Regions from separate parts of the Mus musculus genome. Here region 2 is linked to region 1. The links are chromatin contacts, called in public promoter capture Hi-C maps. All regions are on one chromosome and are shown on one strand. Each heading gives the region's core, a stretch centred on a gene start, on an enhancer-like site or on the middle of the called end of the contact. The rest is flanking DNA. Distances are from core to core; before and after follow the strand shown.

Region 1 (4,209 bases), core at 225-2,724:
CCTGCTGCCCCTAAACTTCCCAGATCCTTCGGGAATCCCACCAACCGACCCCACCCTCCACCCACACACTCACCAGGGGGCTAAGGCCTGCCCCTGTGCTTCTTGGCAGGAAGGATGCCACACAGCTTAATTTCATCTTCTTCGCTCTCATCATCACTTTCTTCTTCAGAAAGGTCGTTGTTTATACAAACTGGTGGATACACAAGGATAGAGCCACTCATTCAGCTGCTAGGCTGACAGGGAACCTCATCTCCCAGAGTCCCCAAGTCTAGATGGAAAAGAGCCCACCCACCTCGCTGGAGTTGGACCCCTGGGGCAGGCAGGGTACAGCAAGTTCCCAGGCCTGAAGGAGGCAGTGGGAGGCACAGAATACTGGAACCATAGCCTGAGATGCAGGACACACTAGGAGATGAGACTGGGGTAAGTCGGGAGTGGAGAGGGCCCACTCTTCTCACCGATCTGATGCCGGCCAGTGATCCGAACTGGGCCAGAACCGGACTTCAGGCGGAAGGTGACAGGTGGTTGGAGTTGGAAATCATCCACACTGAGCTGGAAGACAAGAATGACGGGCTGAGCCGTGCTGGCCCACCCACTTGGAGATCAATACCGAAGTTCTCAGTCCCACCAGACTCCGAGAGGAATGAACGGCTCCAACTCACCATGGGCTGGCAAGACAACCTGAGGTTGGCCACAGGAACTGCAATCTCCTGATTGTCGTGATCCCGGGCCACAACTTCCACCACATTACACTCGTCCGTGGCCCCCTCGGTAAGGCACAGCTGAAAGGCAGGCAGAACCTCAGCGTCTCAAGTGAGGGAGGGCTGACACCAAAGCCAAGGCGTCTTACCCCAAAATCGGCCTAGTCCCAGTGGCACCGGATGCGGGGACCAGAGGGTGGAGGAGAGGGGCGACAGGCGGAGTGTCGGCTAGCCCCCCGCATCTCCAACTCCCTCTGCGGCCCCTTACCATGTTCAACGCCAGCACGTGCTCCGTGTCATCCTCCTCCTCAACCTTGAAAGTGAAGGAGCGGGTGTGGCCGGAGAGCTCACAACCTGCAAGAGCCAGCGAGTGTCGCCTGGGTACACGCGTGGAGGGGACAGCGCGCGAGGACGCTCCACAAACTCCGCTGTCCCCTCCACCCGGCCATGTGCCGCGGCGGCGGGGGGGGAACCGGCCGCTTGCTCGCCCAGAACACGTGGACGGGCATCCCACTCGGGAAGAACCGGTTAGGGCGAGCGAGCGAGGAGCCCTCGGCCCACAGCTGCGCCCGGCCACAGCGGCGCCCGGCCGCCTTCCTCGGCCACGCCTCACCCGCCCCGTACCACTCTGCCACTCCCGCGTTCAATACCGAAGAAGAAACTGTCCATTGTGACCGGGGCCGGGACCCTCAGGCCCCCGACGCCCCCAGCTCGGGCTCGGCTCTCTTGGTTCAAGAACGCTAAAGCAGCCGCCGCGCCGGCCGCCATGCTGAAACGGCCGTGAGCGCCCCGCCCCCCGCCTCAGCCAGTTCCGGTCCCGCCCATTAAAGGAGCCGCGCTCGCCACACGAAGCAGGGAGGAGCAGTCGTCGCCTCTTCCACGAGGACAGGTAACAAGGCCCCAGAAGAAATCTCCACGAGGGCTTAAAGTTAGCGTCCACTCACTGAAGCCCCTTCTTCCAACCCGGGGATATATACATACAGATGTTAGTGTAAACCTTTCGTATCTCCTTTTTCAGTAAACTTGGGGTACGGAGCAGCCATTTTTACTCACACCCCCCCCCCCCCCCCCCCCCCCCCCGCTTCCTGATCATGCTGGAGGCTTGACAGCCAAGACCTAAACTCAGATGTGGAGATCAACTACTGTTCATAGTACAGCCTCCTCTTTAGGCGACCCACCCCCCCCCTCCACCACCAAAATTCCTTTATCTAAGGAAATGAAGCCATGTTCCAGTGAGGAACTCTGTGACACCCCCCCCAACTTCACACAAATTTTACCTGTAGTAAACAGAGCAACTTACTTAAAAACAAAAACAAATGTACTTTTCTGAGAAAAATCTTTGCTGTGGAAGGCAGGAGGGCAGGGCTGTCTTCAATCCAGCCTACACTGAAATAGCTTCGGATACCTAAGGGATCAAGAGATGTGAGGGAAAAAAAGGGAGAACCCAGAGAAAAAGCAGCACAGCACACATTCACTTCAAGTTTTATTGTGCCTCTTGCATGGTCTGCAGATAGGTTTACAGTTCGTTTTCTATAGGAACTGAGCTGTGATCTAAACAATGAAATGTTATTCCAACATTAATAAATATTCATAACCATGGAAGATGGCAGAGCACTTTATCCTACAGCAATGACAGTAGAGACCTGGACATGTTTTCACTTATGTCCAGAAGATCATCCCATGTGATTATTGAAAGCCAACATTAAACAAAAAGCAACTTGTTCAATTCCTGATTCCGTATGAAACTCTGAAACGCTCTGAATAAAACCTTGTAATTCTCACTGAGGCATGAGATGGATTCAGAACGCTAAGGAACATTAAACGGTCTTAATATCTAGTAACAATTTTGCCCCTCACCCCAGCCTTCAAAACCAACCTTGACTTAGGTTTCACAGCACATCCTATCGCAAAGGTTCGCACCCTAAGGAGGCGGCACATTTCAGCACACTCTTGGGCCTCTGGTTCTTGGGCCTCCCTGGGTCCACTCTATATAGTGCTAAAAGACTACCTCACAAGCTCACACTGGAGTTCTAGAAAGGAAAATGTTTCAAGCTCCCTCTTCTCTCTCCCCCCTCAGCTCAAAGTTCAAAAGCTATGTAGAACTGGAGGAAAGCAAGGTAACAAAAGACTGTTGAAAATCTATGACGTTACTAGATAGCTAGCCATGATTAAAGAATAATAATCCTGCAGACACTATGTGCCAGCTTCATGCTCAAAACCCTTAAATTCACCAAATCTAAATTAAAATAACATGAAGTTTTCAGAATCTCTGATTAAAAGAAAAAGTATACATATTGTTAACATATACTTATTCTTTCTTTTAAAAATTAGATACAAACATGCAAGAATTAAGGACTGATTCGATTAAACCAGTAGTTAACAGGTCTTTGCGATTAAATGACAACTGTTCAAGGACAAAGGAGACCACTGGTCAGTCCCCTTACCCTTACTTAACAATGTCAGAACATTTCACATGCGGATCTGCTATTAAGGTTAATTCCCAGGAGTTACTGCACTTCCCAACATATCTGAGTCATAAGAAGTTAGGTGCTCATACCCTAAATAGTCATGGCCTAACCCTATGTGGGAGGCACTTCAAAAATAAAAACTATTAGGAAGAAAAGGACAGATGTAAAGGAAATCTACCATTCACTGATTTACATAATTCAAAGTGCCATCCTAAACCAACACCTTTCATTTTCAAAGGAAAAAAAAACCCCATAATATATAAAACAGTAAACAAAGAACAGTCGGGTTACAGCTAATCTATATACAGAGATTTACAAGTTTGTCAATTTAGGCCTTGGCCACAAACAAATGCACATTTGTCCCTAACAAAGCTCAATGGCCTGAACCAACAGTTACAGGAGACAGTTGCCCAGAACTTTACAAAAAGCAGAAAAATTGCCCAAATTGAAACTCACTAAATTTCTCATTCCAGCCATGTCTCCAAAGAACAGAGACATTTCATCCAGCACACCAAGGAGAGTAAAGAGAGTGAACTTCGTTGCTCTTAGGTGAGAAATGCAACCACACTGGATGCAGAAAATAGTGCTGACTCCATTTATTTAAGAATCTCTCCCTAGAGAGCCCCACGTAAGAGGCCCTGACCCTAACACAAGACCCAAAGAGGAGCACACCACAAGCTGCACGGGGTATGCAGCAATACTATCTTCTCCCAACCAGTGAGCATCTGAGAAGGTGATGGGTGCGCTTTACAGTCATCTTTGTTTCCAAGTCAACTGGCTGATCTGCTGCCGCTCCAGCTCCAGACACTGAACTGTGTGAAGACCTCAACCACCAACCACAAGGCGGAGTTAAGGGACTTTTGGACAGTTCACAGTACCAACAAGTGTCACAGGCTTCGACCAAGTATAACCACATCCTTTGGAAATCCTTCCATTTTTGCAATTTCAAAACAGCCTAACTTGCTGTAAAATTCCAGAATCCTTTTATCATCTGGTCTTACTTCACAGAAAGCCCCCCGGGAGCCTAGAAATAAAACAAATGT
Region 2 (4,191 bases), core at 226-2,725, 1.3 Mb after region 1:
TATTTTATTTATCTCAGTCTGTAGCCCCAGATGCCTGTACTCACTACATAGATTAGGCTGGCCTTGAAATTACAGAGATCTGCCCAACAGTGTTGGGACTAGAGGGACAAGCCATTCACACCTGGCAATAGGAACAAATAAAACTAAAATGTCCTGTCCTTGCAGTCATGTGCAAGCTTAGAGCCATTTGGTAGTGGAAAAAAATCACCAAAGACTAATAATTGTGAGCCTGTGAGTTAGTATTTTTTAAAAAAATGTACTACTGTTGAACAGCAGCCTGCTACAAAGTCTAAGCTGACAGGTTTTGCTTCTGTTTCTAAATAATCCAATAACTACTATTAAATACCACCAGCCTTTCCATGTGAAATGGGCATTTCATTAAAGTCTTGGGGTGAGCAGCTGCCCTTGCTTTGTAACAGGCTCCTGGATACAGCTATTCCCGTCTTATGGGCACCTATCTGGAGTAGTGCCATCACCAGGTATAAGGAAGATGAAAGTCAAAGGACCACAAGCAGCAAACAGCCTCTGTGGAAACCCTTGCACTGATCAAACACGGCAGTGACTCTCAACCTTCCTAATGCTGCGACCTTCCTTCTGTTGTGGTGAAACCTCTCTTCCCCCTCCCCCAATAAAATTATTCCGTTGCTCCTTCACAGCTGTAATTTTGCTACGGCTAGGAGTCTCGTAATGTAAATAAATATTTTTGGAGATAGAGGCTTGTCAAAGCGATCATGATCCACAGGTTCAGAACCGCTGGGATACAAAATCTAATCCGTTTTTAGAGCCCAGGCCTGGAGAACCGCAGGGCCATTCCACGTTTACTCTGGTTTTGACAAAGGCCACGGCGCAGGTAAAGGAGACCTGGTTTCCCGATCGCAGCTCGGAGGAAACAAATCGCTATGGCCATAGAGGCCAAGACACACGAACTCTGCCAGAGATGGGGTCAAAATCCAGAGTCCTCTCTCAACATCCACTGGATGGATGACCTTGGGGAGCTCCCCTCTCGACCGGCCTCACTCCCAATCCACACTGGGAAGTGGGGCATAAGGCTCTCCGCTAACCGTGCGAGCCCTGGGGCGCTCGTCACTCGCGGTGCTGAGGCTTCCTAGATCCGCCATGGGGCCCTGACCCTCATTTTCTCCAGCGCCTTTCCCATTCCCCAGCGTCTCCCCGCAAAAAGAAAACCTCGCGCTGTTCCGGGGCTGGAAAAACGGCCAGACTCTAGTCGGCCCTACAAAGCTCAATCACCGGACCGAGCAGCCAAGAGCGCTTTCTCACCCACCTTCGTCCGAACCCCAAACTCGGCGGCCGATGTCCTTCAACAAACCTAGCGACGAGCTCGGCCCGACCGGAAGACGCCCCCTCCCCGCACGCGACCGACAGGCCGCGACGACTCGGCCCTCGGCGTGGATTGGCTATAAACGCCAAGTCCCGCCCTTCTACTTCCCGTTTCAGCCGGCGTCAGACCCGACGTCAGAACGGAAGTAGCCCTGGTCTTACCTACGCTCGTGGACGAGTCGCGTGGAGCTGTCGGCTCCCTGTTCTGCGCGTGCGATTGCGTTGAGACGCTCCGTGAGGTATGCGGCGGTGGGAGCCTTGGGGCTGATGACACGGGAGCTTCGGCGTGGAGGGAGGAGACTTCATGCCTGTCACCTCGGCTTCCTGGCCTGGGTCTCCGGGTTTCGTGCTAAGCACAGTTGGCTTGGGATGGGAGGTCTTATTCCCTCAATCCCCTCGGAGCTAGCAGTTCATGCAAGCCATGCTGTCCTCTGCAGGTACCTTAAGTGCCTTCTCTACGTGATCGCCAGACTGTTTGGTGCCTCGGTCTCATCGGGTCTATAATGGGAACTATAGAGTCCCAGCGAAGTAGACCTTGTGAGCTATACTGTTTCTACGAAGCATGCACCCATAACAGAACAAACCTTACATTTTTCGTTCGTCGTCCCTTTCACAGTCTCACTCGGCTACTAAAGTTTTCTTCCTAGGTATCCCAGAACCAACCAGGCTGCCCTGCGTCTTCATTTATACCTCGTCTTGGTTCTCATGGTTTCCCTGATGTGCATCGTTTAAATCCTTACACTGGCTTTCACTTCTGTCCAATCTGTAGACTGAGGAATATTCTCCATTATTTTGTCACGTTCCCCATGGCTCTGAAGTACCAAGTAAACGCAAACTATTAATTTTTTAAGTATCTTTCACCAAAGAGCCAAATTATTTTCTAAAATATAAGTTGTTACCATGCTTTATTTTCCCTGTAGCTTAATTGAATAATTCAGCTTTTTAGAAAGCCTTTGAAGAGTTGTTTGACAGGCAACTGGTTGGTGTATTTTGAGAAATAAACTTTTTCTTTCTTTCTTTCTTTCTTTTTTTTTTTTTTTTTTTGAGACATAGTTTCTCTGTATAGCTCTGGCTGTCCTGGAACTCACTTTGTAGACCAGGCTGGCCTCGAACTCAGAAATCCGCCTGCCTCTGCCTCCCAAAGTGCTGGGATTAAAGGCATGTGTCATCACGCCTGGCAAACTTTTTCTTGTTTCTCTGTTGTTGTTGTTGTTGTTGTTGTTTTTAGCATTGTCTACCATCATATTTCTATTTACTATTATTATAGTTATTTTTGAGACAGGGTCTCATTATGGAGTCCTGTCTTGTCTGAAACTCACAGAGATAGGCCTTCCTCTGCCTCCCAAGTGCTGGAGTTAAAGGCATGGACCACCAGACCCGGTTCTTTATTTATTTAATGTACAGCTCAAAAGCATCATTCTTATGAAGTGTTCATCTTTACAGAATCCTGCCACTTCTCTTTTGTTTATGCATTATAATCTGACTTGTATCTTAAATTACTTTTTTCCCCCCTGAGACAGGGTTTCTCTGTATAGCCCTGGCTGTCCTGGAACTCACTCTGTAGACCAGGCTGGCCTTGAACTCAAAATCCGCCTGCCTCTGCCTCCCAAGTGCTGGGATTAAAGGCGTGCGCCACCACTGCCCGGCTTACCTTAATTTACCTACATTTTGTTTTCTAAATAATGTATGTTTGGCGGTATGGAATTATATATATATACACACACCTCACATAATTACAATGATTAACACTAAATGAACATTTGCTACATAGAATGCATTTCCTGGAAGATCGTGCACAGTGTATAGTTTGTGGTTTTGAGGTAGACAATATTGGAAAGATGAAAAAAATGGGAGCCTGACATGCCTTTTTTTTTTTTTTTTTTTTTTTTGGTGTTTCGAGACAGGGTTTCTCTCTAATGCATCCCTAGCTGTCTTGGAACTTACTCTATAGACCAGGCTGGCCTCGAACTCAGACCTTTTGGCCTGTCACCGTAGTGCTGGGATTAAAGGTGTGTACCACCACACAGCAGCATATGGACTATTTAATCATACTCTTGGATCTTGTTCATTGCTAGAAGGTTCTCTTGCCTGCTGATCATGTGCTCTATGAAGCCAGCCATCAGTGCTAGAGCTCACCATTGTCTTCCCATCAGCTGCAGAAGACCCCAACATGGCAAACCTGGAGGAAAGCTTCCCCCGAGGGGGGACACGGAAACTCCACAAATCAGAGAAGTCTTCCCAGCAGGTGGTTGAACAAGACAACTTATTTGATGTAAGTGGTGTGCTGTTTGGCATCTTTGGGAAGACTGAGCCTCATTGGCACCAGTTATTTTCCAGTTTGTTTCTCTTTGACTTCACTTCTAGAAATTGAACTTGTTAAAGAGGCTCTACCACCTCAGGCTTCTTTTGACGCGCACGGCGTTAAGTATTTGACGTTGAAGTGCTATTGTAATTTGTCCTTAGGGAGTCTGTGCCACTTGAAAAGGATGGGAAAAAAGGGTACTGGATAGTGAATTTTGCTTTGTTGTTGGTGCTGGGGATTGAAGTTGGGCAAGTACTTTATTCCTGAGCTCTGTTGCTGCAGTCCTAGTAAAGAGTCTGCGTTGAAATACATTCTCAGATCAGATTGCTTTCTAGGTGCTAGAGAGACAGAAACTGCCACCTGAGTGGGTGGCCTTAGTTTTACAGAATCTCTCCATGTGTATTTTAGAGTAGAAGTCACGACTTGATGCGGAGGAACTAAGGTTCAGGGAAGTAACAGATTTAGTTAAAACCACCAGGCTTGTTGTGGAAAAGCTTTGGCATTTGACATGAGCGTCTGTGTACCTATGTACACCTATGGCTTCCCAACTG

Evidence for each region. Capture Hi-C pulls out chosen DNA fragments and counts their contacts.
Region 2: a promoter capture Hi-C map of adipose tissue shows a contact between it and region 1, with 3 times the contacts expected there. The contact joins the promoter of Pdcd11 here to the promoter of Npm3 in region 1. A contact is called at or near these places in 2 of 39 promoter capture datasets (liver and neutrophils), 4 of 484 Hi-C or Micro-C datasets (all in embryonic stem cells), 1 of 115 datasets of contacts at active chromatin or transcription factors (double positive thymocytes) and 1 of 9 other capture datasets (adipose tissue).

The regions. Positions count from the first base shown.
Region 1 is chr19:45,748,091-45,752,299 of GRCm38.p6, forward strand. It overlaps Npm3 (nucleoplasmin 3), which reads right to left and starts at 1,475. Exons shown (of 6, transcript NM_008723.2): 1 at 1,349-1,475; 2 at 967-1,052; 3 at 660-779; 4 at 456-549; 5 at 74-190. The coding sequence starts at 1,466. The coding sequence ends at 81. Oga (O-GlcNAcase) reads right to left here. Exons shown (of 16, transcript NM_023799.4): 16 at 2,165-4,190. The coding sequence ends at 4,054.
Region 2 is chr19:47,089,291-47,093,481 of GRCm38.p6, forward strand. It overlaps Pdcd11 (programmed cell death 11), which reads left to right and starts at 1,476. Exons shown (of 36, transcript NM_011053.2): 1 at 1,476-1,577; 2 at 3,492-3,610. The coding sequence starts at 3,509. Atp5md (ATP synthase membrane subunit DAPIT) reads right to left here and starts at 1,357. Exons shown (of 4, transcript NM_023211.5): 1 at 1,283-1,357.